Linked DNA regions of Mus musculus: all the other regions are linked to region 3. Evidence: chromatin contacts called from public HiChIP or PLAC-seq and promoter capture Hi-C data. All regions are on one chromosome and are shown on one strand. Each heading gives the region's core, a stretch centred on a gene start, on an enhancer-like site or on the middle of the called end of the contact. The rest is flanking DNA. Distances are from core to core; before and after follow the strand shown.

Evidence for each region. Promoter capture Hi-C pulls out the DNA fragments that hold promoters and counts their contacts. HiChIP or PLAC-seq counts read pairs in DNA pulled down with a chosen protein or histone mark.
Region 1: a contact with region 3 is called in a promoter capture Hi-C map of neutrophils, with 7 times the contacts expected there. The contact joins the promoter of Pdgfd here to the promoter of Gria4 in region 3. A contact is called at or near these places in 5 of 39 promoter capture datasets (the 3T3-L1 cell line, hippocampal neurons, liver and 2 more).
Region 2: a contact with region 3 is called in an H3K27ac HiChIP or PLAC-seq map of SST interneurons, with 11 times the contacts expected there. The contact joins the enhancer-like site here to the promoter of Gria4 in region 3. A contact is called at or near these places in 5 of 39 promoter capture datasets (the 3T3-L1 cell line, hippocampal neurons, liver and 1 more) and 1 of 115 datasets of contacts at active chromatin or transcription factors (SST interneurons).

The regions. Positions count from the first base shown.
Region 1 is chr9:6,166,683-6,169,743 of GRCm38.p6, reverse strand. It overlaps Pdgfd (platelet-derived growth factor, D polypeptide), which reads right to left and starts at 1,258. Exons shown (of 7, transcript NM_027924.3): 1 at 826-1,258. The coding sequence starts at 949.
Region 2 is chr9:6,406,857-6,410,214 of GRCm38.p6, reverse strand. It overlaps a transcript of Pdgfd not described here. Among named protein-coding and RNA genes, the nearest start is that of Ddi1, 140 kb to the right of the region's middle. Within about 2 kb of position 2,029, at least 23 of the 459 cell types and tissues checked have an H3K27ac peak or open chromatin away from gene starts, as enhancers often do. A contact at or near this core is called in SST interneurons, where this site is marked.
Region 3 is chr9:4,794,543-4,797,577 of GRCm38.p6, reverse strand. Gria4 (glutamate receptor, ionotropic, AMPA4 (alpha 4)) reads left to right here and starts at 1,344. Exons shown (of 17, transcript NM_019691.5): 1 at 1,344-1,733; 2 at 2,215-2,391. The coding sequence starts at 2,304. It overlaps Gm46100 (predicted gene, 46100), which reads right to left and starts at 1,274. Exons shown (of 2, transcript NR_165471.1): 1 at 1,204-1,274.

The sequences.
Region 1 (3,061 bases), core at 9-2,508, 1.4 Mb before region 3:
GAAAAGCTCAATGAGGAGTTTCTAGGACCTATTTTTCCCATGTATCTTGCACAGGACAGGAAAACAAGCATGCTTACTCAGTACCTTTCTTAGGACAGCCATTTCAGGAGCTTGGAAAACTTCCGTACAAAGGAAACCAACCAAAGAAGCCAGGTACCTTGTGCTACAAGAACATTCCAGGAACTCTGCCTCCCACACACTTAGTTCCTGACCCTTGTTGAACTCCAAGGGAAAGTCACTTGAGGGACATAAAGGACAACACTGACTTCTTTTGAAAACAAATGATTTATACATGGCCAGTCTGCTGCAAAAATAACCACAGTGTTGAAACGTGTCATCCCTACTCCCCTAACTAAAATAAAAAAATAAATAAGAATTACATTATCCAGTAAAGGCCATTGGACTCCACCGCCCACCACAATGCCAAGATGAGCACAGCCTGCAGCTTTCAAAGCCTGGAAGGAGACACCCACATCCTGGTGTCAACTACTCCAGGACACACACCTACTGATATGATTCTAAGTTGCAGGGAGAAAGCCACTTGACCCCACCCCCCAGTGTACTCCAGCACTTCCCCCAGTGGCCTCCAGGACACTTCAAAACACTCTCTAGTAGTTATAGAATGAGGGGCAATTTTAGCGGGGGGTGGGGGGGGTGGGGAAGGGTGAGGAGCAGGCAGGAGAATCCTTTCCAGAGAATGCCTTCTGAGTTCATTTGAAAAATTCAAAATCGGAGGAGGTGGGGTCTGGTGAATGACCCAAAGAACCTTGACAATAGCAAATGTGACCTTTTCAATGCTGAACACAAATCAAATGAATCGCTTACCATCTCTCCTGAGGTTGGCATTGCGCAAAGCTTTGATGGATGCTCTCTGCGGAGTCGCAAAAGTGTCCGGATAGCAGCTAAAGTTCGCGCACAGGAGAATGGAGACTAAAACGAGCCGTTGCATTTGGGCTCAGCGACCTAGGGATCGCGTTGCTCCAAAAGTAAATAAATAAAGCCCAAAGGGTTGAGTCGGCGGATTTCTACTGCACAGTCCCTCGCCTTCACCGCCTGTGTTGTCCCGGCCGCCCAGTTACTGGCGCTGCTCTCCCAAAACTTCCTGTAAGCTAAACTTTCCAAGCGCGTGTGTGTGCCGCATTTCCTTGTAGCTCTGACTTGATCAATAGGAGCTGGGCAAACAACAGGTTGACGTGGATTCGCCCCCCTCCGGTGGACAGCGGCTGCAGCACAGGCTGCAGGGAGCCGGCGTCACAGCGTCTGGCTCTTCTGCGGAAGGGAGGCTGTGTAGTTGTTGGGCAGTGCGGCTGGGAACAGGGATCCTGGAGTCCTGGCTCACAGTCCCAGCCAAAATAGCTCTGTCACTGAGCATGAGTTTGAAGGTGGTCCAGACCCTTCCCGTCTCCCAGGGTTTTATAGAAACTGGCCAGGAGTAGGGCACAAAGTGGTCAGGAGGAGTGAAAGGAGGATAGAACTTATCTAGAGGTGAGTGGTCAAATCCTCTGACAGCCCACTAAGTGCTGGCCTTGGTTACTGGAATCTGCTAGGACTATTATACTAGAACTCAAATCAACTGAGCAAGGCTTCACTCCACCTTCCACAGGAAATGCAATCACAAAGAAGCCCATGCTGAGTTTGCCTTGAGGCTCAGTTACCAATTCAGGAAGAGAAGCAGGGACTGTTTGAACACCTTGAGGCAAAGGCAGAAGAGGGCTACAAGGAGAGACTTTGTCTCAAACAACAACAGAAAATGAACACACACATAAATAAATTAGATGGAGTGGTGAATGCCAGTAATCTTGGTGTTTGGAGGTGAAGGCAGGTGGGTCAGCGTTCAAGGCCAACCTAAGCAGTATAGTGAACTCCATTTCAGGCCAGCCTGGGCTACGTGAAGACCCTGTTTAACAAAAAACAAAGCAAAATCCTGTGAATATTGTATGTTTTCTAGATTTTAAATATGTTAATACTATAGAAGAAATGAAGGAGGGATATTTGGCCATAGGTTAAAAAAAAAAAAAAAAAAAAAAAAAAACAGTGGGAGGAAAGAAAGCAAGAAAGCACTGGACCCCAGAAATGCAGTGTCTTTTGGTACAAAACACAAATAGAAATGATTTGTGTGACTGTGGCAAGAATTAGATGAACTAATTTTGTTCTATGATTTTTTTTTGGTAGATGAATCTCAATCAAGCATACATATTTCCTCAGCTGTTCATCAGTGACGTTTGTGATACAAAAGTCCCAACATCTTTAAGGCCTGAAAGTCTAGAGAATAGGACATACATGATATTCATTCATTAGAAGTGGCTGAGAAGGGAGGGGGTTATGACAATACAGACTTTACAAGTTACTCTACCACCCAGCACTGAAGAGGATATACATGTGGGTAACTTCATTTCAGCACTATTTCTGAGTGAGTAAAATGGAATGTAGTGCCCTCTTAGTTCTCGATCAAGTTCATGTAAGACGTTCTTGCTTTATGGATATCACTGTTTTATGGGCTGATGCATAAGAAAGTACATGCTATTGATGTGACCGACAATTGAAAAATTTGAATCCCCTTGAAGAAAAAAAAATCTGTTTATACTGTTTAAGTATATAATCTGCCCTGGAGAAAGACACAGAGAAGCAACATAGAAAGTAGGCTCACAGGCGATGGTACAGTCAGCGAAGTACCTGAAGACACACATCACACTTGTGTCACACTTGTGCACACTGTGGTATGCATTTGAAGCTCCAGTGCTGTGTAACGCAAACAGGTAGATCCCCGGATTTCAACTTGTGTAAAGGGAAAGCTCATGATTCAGCCAGAGATACCGGCTCAAAACAAACAATAGAGAAATTCAGTGTTAGCTTTTGGGCTTCACACATATAGCCACCACACAAACTTAAAAATAAGCACAGCTTTGCAGTCCCTGTTGTGATCACAAAAAAGTAAAGAAATATAAGAATATGTTCTATGGGAGTGAGGTGAGATGTAGGGGAAGGAGTGCCTGCTCCTCTCCACAGTTACCTGGCAACAGCCAGGTAGGCCTGGCCCACTCTGAAAGAGGCTGCTTGCCCC
Region 2 (3,358 bases), core at 780-3,279, 1.6 Mb before region 3:
ACTTCAGACATCTACAATTGCTCTCAGTCTGCTCCTAAGAAGGGAATAAAAGAATAGGCTTTTCACAAAGAGGAATTTCAGGAGTCACCACTGAGAGTTGCTGTGTCCACTCCACTGACTGGAGGGCAGTACATCATTTCATACAGCAACAGATAAACATGAAAAGTACGCTCTTCTACAGTGTCTCATGAAAACAGCAATGATGTATTAACCATTAAATGTGATTTCTGCTGTGTGGTGTTCAGATAAAATATACCAGTGATGACATGGGAGCTTCTCTAAGAGACTGAGAGCAGGAGGCTAAGCTTGCTGAGCTTTTGGGGAAGTGATATTAAAGAAAGAGCCTCAGAAGGTGAACAAAGCTGAAGAACAACATGAGGTGATGTTTGAGGTGTGCTTTACAGGAGAAAAGCAGATTTGCCAAGTTGAATCCCATAGTTTCATGGGCTTTGGTAAAATACAGAGCCAGAAAGACAGATTTCGAGTAGATTTACAAGTTTTTTCCATGCAATTTGCATGTAAATTCAGTTTATCACACCATGGGAGGCTATTAAAGATTTTTAATGAGAAGCTTTGATATGGAGGGAAAAATCCTTGGTAGCAGAGAACAGAGAAGTCTGTGGTAGCTGACTAAATAAGAAATGAGCTCCTTCGATAGGCTTAAAAGAGAAATGCATGCAGGGATTTCCTGAGGTTCTTTCAAAATACAAATTTGTGTACCCCTTCACTAGGAAAATTCTATCAGAAATTTTAGAGCAAGTACTAGTTTTCAAAACTGAATAGGTAATCATATTAATTTATATCAATAAAGTTATAAAGATTTACAGCAAGAATTTTCTCATTAATTAGGCTGTTGTTGTTAAACAGTAAATCTCTAGCTTAGGATGGTGGCAAACTCACCCTGTAGCCCTGACATTTCAAGTGCTTCTGCCTCCATCTCACAAGTATTGAGGTGAAAGGTGTCTTAGTTACTGTGCCTATTGTTGTGAAAAAACAGTGTGATCAAAGTACTCACAGAAGAAAGCTTTTGTTTGATCTTTACTTTTGTGTTTTGAGACAGGGTTCCTCGGCATACCACCACAGGCTGACCCAAACCTTCCTCTGTAGATCAGGCTGGCCTTGAATTCACAGATATGTGCCTGTCTCTGTCTCCTGAGTGATGAAATTAAAGATATGTTCCACCACTGCCCAGCAGAAGAAAAATTTTAACTGGGTGGGGGCTTGCTTAAAGTTTCAGAGAGTGAGTCTCTTATCATGATGGTAAGCATGGCAGCAGGCAGGCAGGCAGGCATGATGCTGGAGTAGTGTCTGAGAGCTGGCATCTTATCTGCAAGTTGGAGGCAGATAGAGAAAGAGACTGGGCCTGGAGTGGCCTCTTAAAACCCACGCCCAATAACACACCTCTTTCAACACAGCCTCACTTCCTACCTCTCAAAACAATCTACCACCGAGGTACTAAGCATGAAAATATCAGCCTTTGGATGTCCTTCTCATTAGAACCACTATAAAGCTAGGTACTGCCATGTTTTCCAGTCCTGGTTATTGAACTTCTGCTATACACTCTTCCAGCTGAGCTATACCTCCGCCCTATCTAGCCATTTTAAAGAAAATATTTGCTTATCAAGTAAAGAGGACCTGATATCTTAACTATTCGATAGGTTCATTGTTACATACTGGGAGACATCTTAAGGCTTTTCACAATAAATACCAAGTTAAATTTAGTTTGTTTTCCAGGTTACAGCTACATTTTCCTATCAACATATCGGCCTTTCTTGCAATGCAGTTGAATAGTCTAAACCTTGTGTCATATTTACAACAGACTTTAAATAAAACACAGTGATCCCTAATCTTCTCACCTGAATTTCTGTCAACAATGCCTAGAGAATGATGCTCACTTTACACAAACAACATTATGTTTATCACAGACTACGGTAAGCTGCTGCAGAGGCTGCATAATCTGCAGCTGTGTGTTAGTGCTTTCAGGCTTGCCACTGTTCTATGGCTTTCTAGCCCTCTAGAGAGCATGAGGGGAGGGCGAGCACTGCAGCTGTTACATCTCCAAAGCTCTACAAAAGAAAGTCAGTGGCTGCCACTGTGCTCTGAGGCTGCAGTTCAGCTGCAGTTCTGAGCAGCTGGAAGGGAAGCTGTTGAAATTTTGACTGTGGTAATTCAACGTCTTATGAATTTTCAAGTCCCTGTCTTTTGGGCGAACATGAGTTGAATATAAAGAGTTGACTTTACACTTCTGTCTCTTGCAGTCTTTTAGTGCCACTTTCAAAGGAAAAAAAATAATTCCATTTCACAGTGACATGATACTTCCAAATGTGAATTTTGATATTCTTATTTTCATGTTAGCCCCAAAATGCTCTCCATCCTTGTGTCTTTCTGAACTTGCTGTTTTAAGTAGAGAGAGAGGAAAAAAAGGCAGAGGAAGCCATGTGCTTTTCCAGTTTTCTATAAATTGTATCTATGATGTGCAAATGAGAAAAGCAGGAACATGTCTCTTTATCTAATCTTAAAGTTGCTTCACATGGGAGAGTATGAGTCTAGAGGATGTGACAGTATGCTGATTTATTACATTTCAAAGTAATTTTCAAGTATGTGATTCTAGTTTTCTAAGTTTTTTGAAATATGTATGTTCATCTTGTATGTGTCTGATCATGTGGAAGACAGAGGACATACTCAGGATGCCATCTATCTCTTTTGAGAAAGTACCTCTCGGTATCTTGAGTCTTACCAATTAGACTGCATAGGTTGGTCGGTGAAACCTAGAGATCTTATCCCTGCTTCCTCTGTGAATGAATTCCAAGAGTTTGCTGCCGTGTGTTAGTTAGCTTAATTTTAACTTGACATAAGCTAGGGTCAAAGTGACAAAAACGGTATGCTGCCTTCAGGTAGCTTATACTCTGAAATCCAGGACACCTGACTGTTAAATGTAACTGAGATAAAGTAAGATTGAGTAAAAAACAAAGTATAATCATACAGATATATGGAATAATTACACGCATTTCTTAGTATAGTAAATAACATTTTAAAAGAATAAATCACAAAAAGGGTTTTCATAGTTAAAATAAGTTAAATTTTTTTTGTTTTGTTTGTGTTGTCCTTTAAATTTCAAGGGGAGGTGGAGATGTCCTGTGCTTATGCTTCTTAGAGACTCAAGTGTCAAGAGAGGCAAAGGCTTAATGGACTGCTTATTACTCCTGATTCACCATCTCTCATTTGCTACTTACCTTGTTAGGCATTAAGAATTAAAGACAAGAAAGATGGATTCTCTACTTTAGATCATCCAGAGCAGAGATCTGCATCAATAGAAGTGTACCTGGAATAAAATCCAATGAAGGACACAAGAGCAAAA
Region 3 (3,035 bases), core at 95-2,594:
ACTTGCTTTATTCTTTTAAAAATGTGATAAGAGGTGCTATTCCATTTTCACTAACTTCTTTTTGTTTGTTTATGAGAGTGTAATTGAATTACTACAATTCTCCCTTTCATTGCCTCCCTCCAAATCCTCCCATACTCTAAACCCCTCCCTACTCATCTTAAAATCTATGGCCTCTTTTTCAATTGTTCATGTGATAATATATATCACATGAATATATATATATATATTCATATATATATATATTCATTCTAAATATAAACTTGCTAAGTCCATGAAATATTACTTGTATGTGAGTGAACTGTTTGCCCAAGGACTACCAATTGGTTTGTTATTCTGTGGAAGACAATCTCCCCCACTCCCAGTTCTCCTCAGTTGTCTATAGTTTTTGAGTAGGGTTGAGTTCTCCTAGGCTTCCCTCCTGGACTTTAAACTATATCATTGAAGACCTAGGTTACTGTCATTTCTCCTTAGGACATATTATTTTGTATTGGGATATTAGAAAGCTATCTTCCATATTGTCTACAGGTACTGCAATCACCTCCTTTGGAGGTGTCCCAGCCTCTTCCCATAAAACGACAGCGAGTGAAATGACAGCTTTAAAGGTGACTCTGTGAACAAAGTGACAATATTCCTAAAATCCTAGCTTAATTCCTTTCTACTTTCTTATACAAACTCAAACTAACTTGCTGACTTCATCTGCAAAAGCCATGCCTTCTTGGAGGTGACTGTAAGTAGAATGAGTTTTCCAAACCCCAAGCAAAGGAGATGTGTATGGAGAACACATACACAACAACACACACAATACACTCACCACGACACACACACACACACACACACACACACACACACACAAAATGCAGGAAAGCATCCTTTTGGGTAAATCACTGAATAGAAATGAACTGCAGCCTTTAAGTAGTTTTCTTAATTTATACTTCTCAATGTTAATTCCTAATTCTGCCTAGTGCCCTTTAAAGAACATACTAGAGGTCTCTGAGTGTGTCTTGCTAACCACCACCACCCCTCTGGTCTCCTCTTCCTCCCTTGCCCACCCCCTCACACACACCTCCCTTTTCTATCCTGTAAACTTCTCTGACTTTCACTACCCTTACCTCCTACCTCCTCCAATTCTTCCCTTCTAGACCCCAGCCTCATCACCTCGGGGCTGCCTTGTCCCCCTCCTCGCTCCTCTCCTTCTCTGAGTACCTTTACCGCATCCATCCGCATCAAGGGCTTTGCAGATTCCCCTGGTTGTTTGCTGGTGAGAAATCTTTGCTGCAGTTGCAGCAAGGAAGTCTCCCCTCGCGTGCGCGCGCTCGCTCGCTCGCGCGGGCGCGCAACCCAATAGCAGAAGCGGACTAGGCTGGGCAAGGCTGAGAGGAAAGGGCTGGGAGCCGGGAGGCAGCTTGTCCTCCCGCGAGCCTGCAAGGATGCTGCAGGGGACTGAGACCATGGGGAGGTGCTAACTTCCTCTCCAACCCCCCAGCCCGGGATCCGGGCTGGCATACCCGGCCCCCCGGGGTAGTTTCCTGCCAAGCTCAACCAAGAATCCAAAGGCGACTTGGAGGGCATAAAAAGAAAAACACTGGTTCTGAAGAGGGGCCCCCACCTCCAGAGCCGGTTCCTCGGCAAACGCGCGGAAGGTAGGAGGAAGGGGATCAGATACTGGAGACTGTACGCCAAAACCCCAGCCTGAAGACTCGCTCCAGAGCCTCCCTGAAGACCTGGGCGATCTGGTGAGTACAGGCTGGGGGAAAGGGAATGGGAGGCGAGGAGCAAGGGGCAAGGGGTGAGGGGCCGTGGTGGGAGTGCGCGCTCCGGTACCGAGGCACTGGAGGCGCTCAGGGATGCTGTAGCCCGGGCGGGGGTCGGCTGTGAGCTGCAGAGCGCGTGTGGCGCCCGCAACCGTGTGGATGTGAGCAAGGGAGCGCAAGGGAGCCACAGACAGAGCGCATGTCTCATCTCTGTGAGCAGAGCAGCAGCTAGACTGGCCACCACCATCTTCTGCATGAACATTATCAGCAGGACAGAAAACCTCCCCCAGGGCTATGGAGACTGCGGGAAACATCTGGCAGCTGGGGATGGATTGTTGAGGGAAAGCTGTCATAACCTAAAAGCACCCAAACCTTTTCTTCTCTCTCTCTCTCTCTCTCTCTCTCTCTCTCTCTCTCTCTCTCTCTCTCTCTCTCTCTCTCTCTCTCTCTCTTTGAATTTTAGCGCCATCATCTTCAATGCCTCTCTGAAAATCATTTAGCAAGAGTGAGAGAAAGAGAGGAGAGCGCGCACCAGGGAGAGGAGCAAAGAAGATGAGGATTATTTGCAGGCAGATTGTCTTGTTGTTTTCTGGATTTTGGGGACTCGCCATGGGAGCCTTTCCGAGCAGCGTTCAAATAGGTAAGAAGAACTGGGGAAGAGGTGCATGTAGCTGATGTGAGGTAAATGAGTTGCAGATAAGGAATTCTATGGAGGAGCTTTCCCTTTTCAAACAGACCTTCTGGGTGCAAGTTCAGGCTAGCACACCCAACCCTGATTCAAGTTCCTTCTTGCTCTACAGTAGGTTAAAGTAGGAATGAAAGAAGTTGAGGAAGGAGAAAACAATAAACAAACAAACAATCAAACCTTCATGGACTTTGATTGCATTTTATACTCGTTTTCTTTTAATCTCGTTTTCGTAGAACAAGAGGAAATGCCGAGTTTTATTTTGTGTTCGTTTTTGTTTGTTTGTTTGTTTTTTTTAACCCACTTTTTGCTATTCTGCAAGCTGCAGCATTCTCGCTGTTACAGAAGGAGATGGGGGGAAAGGCATTTTTTGCCCTCACTTCTTTCCTTGTTGCCTTGCCAGTTGGCAGATTCAAATGTTAGACCCTTTTCGAGGAACCTTCGTTGGTTTTATTTTGCTTTTGACTTAAGCTTCTGTTCTGTATCTCCCCACCCTCGTTTCTCGCGACCCTCCCTTCCTCCACCATGATTGCCATTCTCCTCTCCTGTCTGTTGATGGGACTCGGCTATTGAATTTCTTCCAGCCCAGCCCAGCCCAA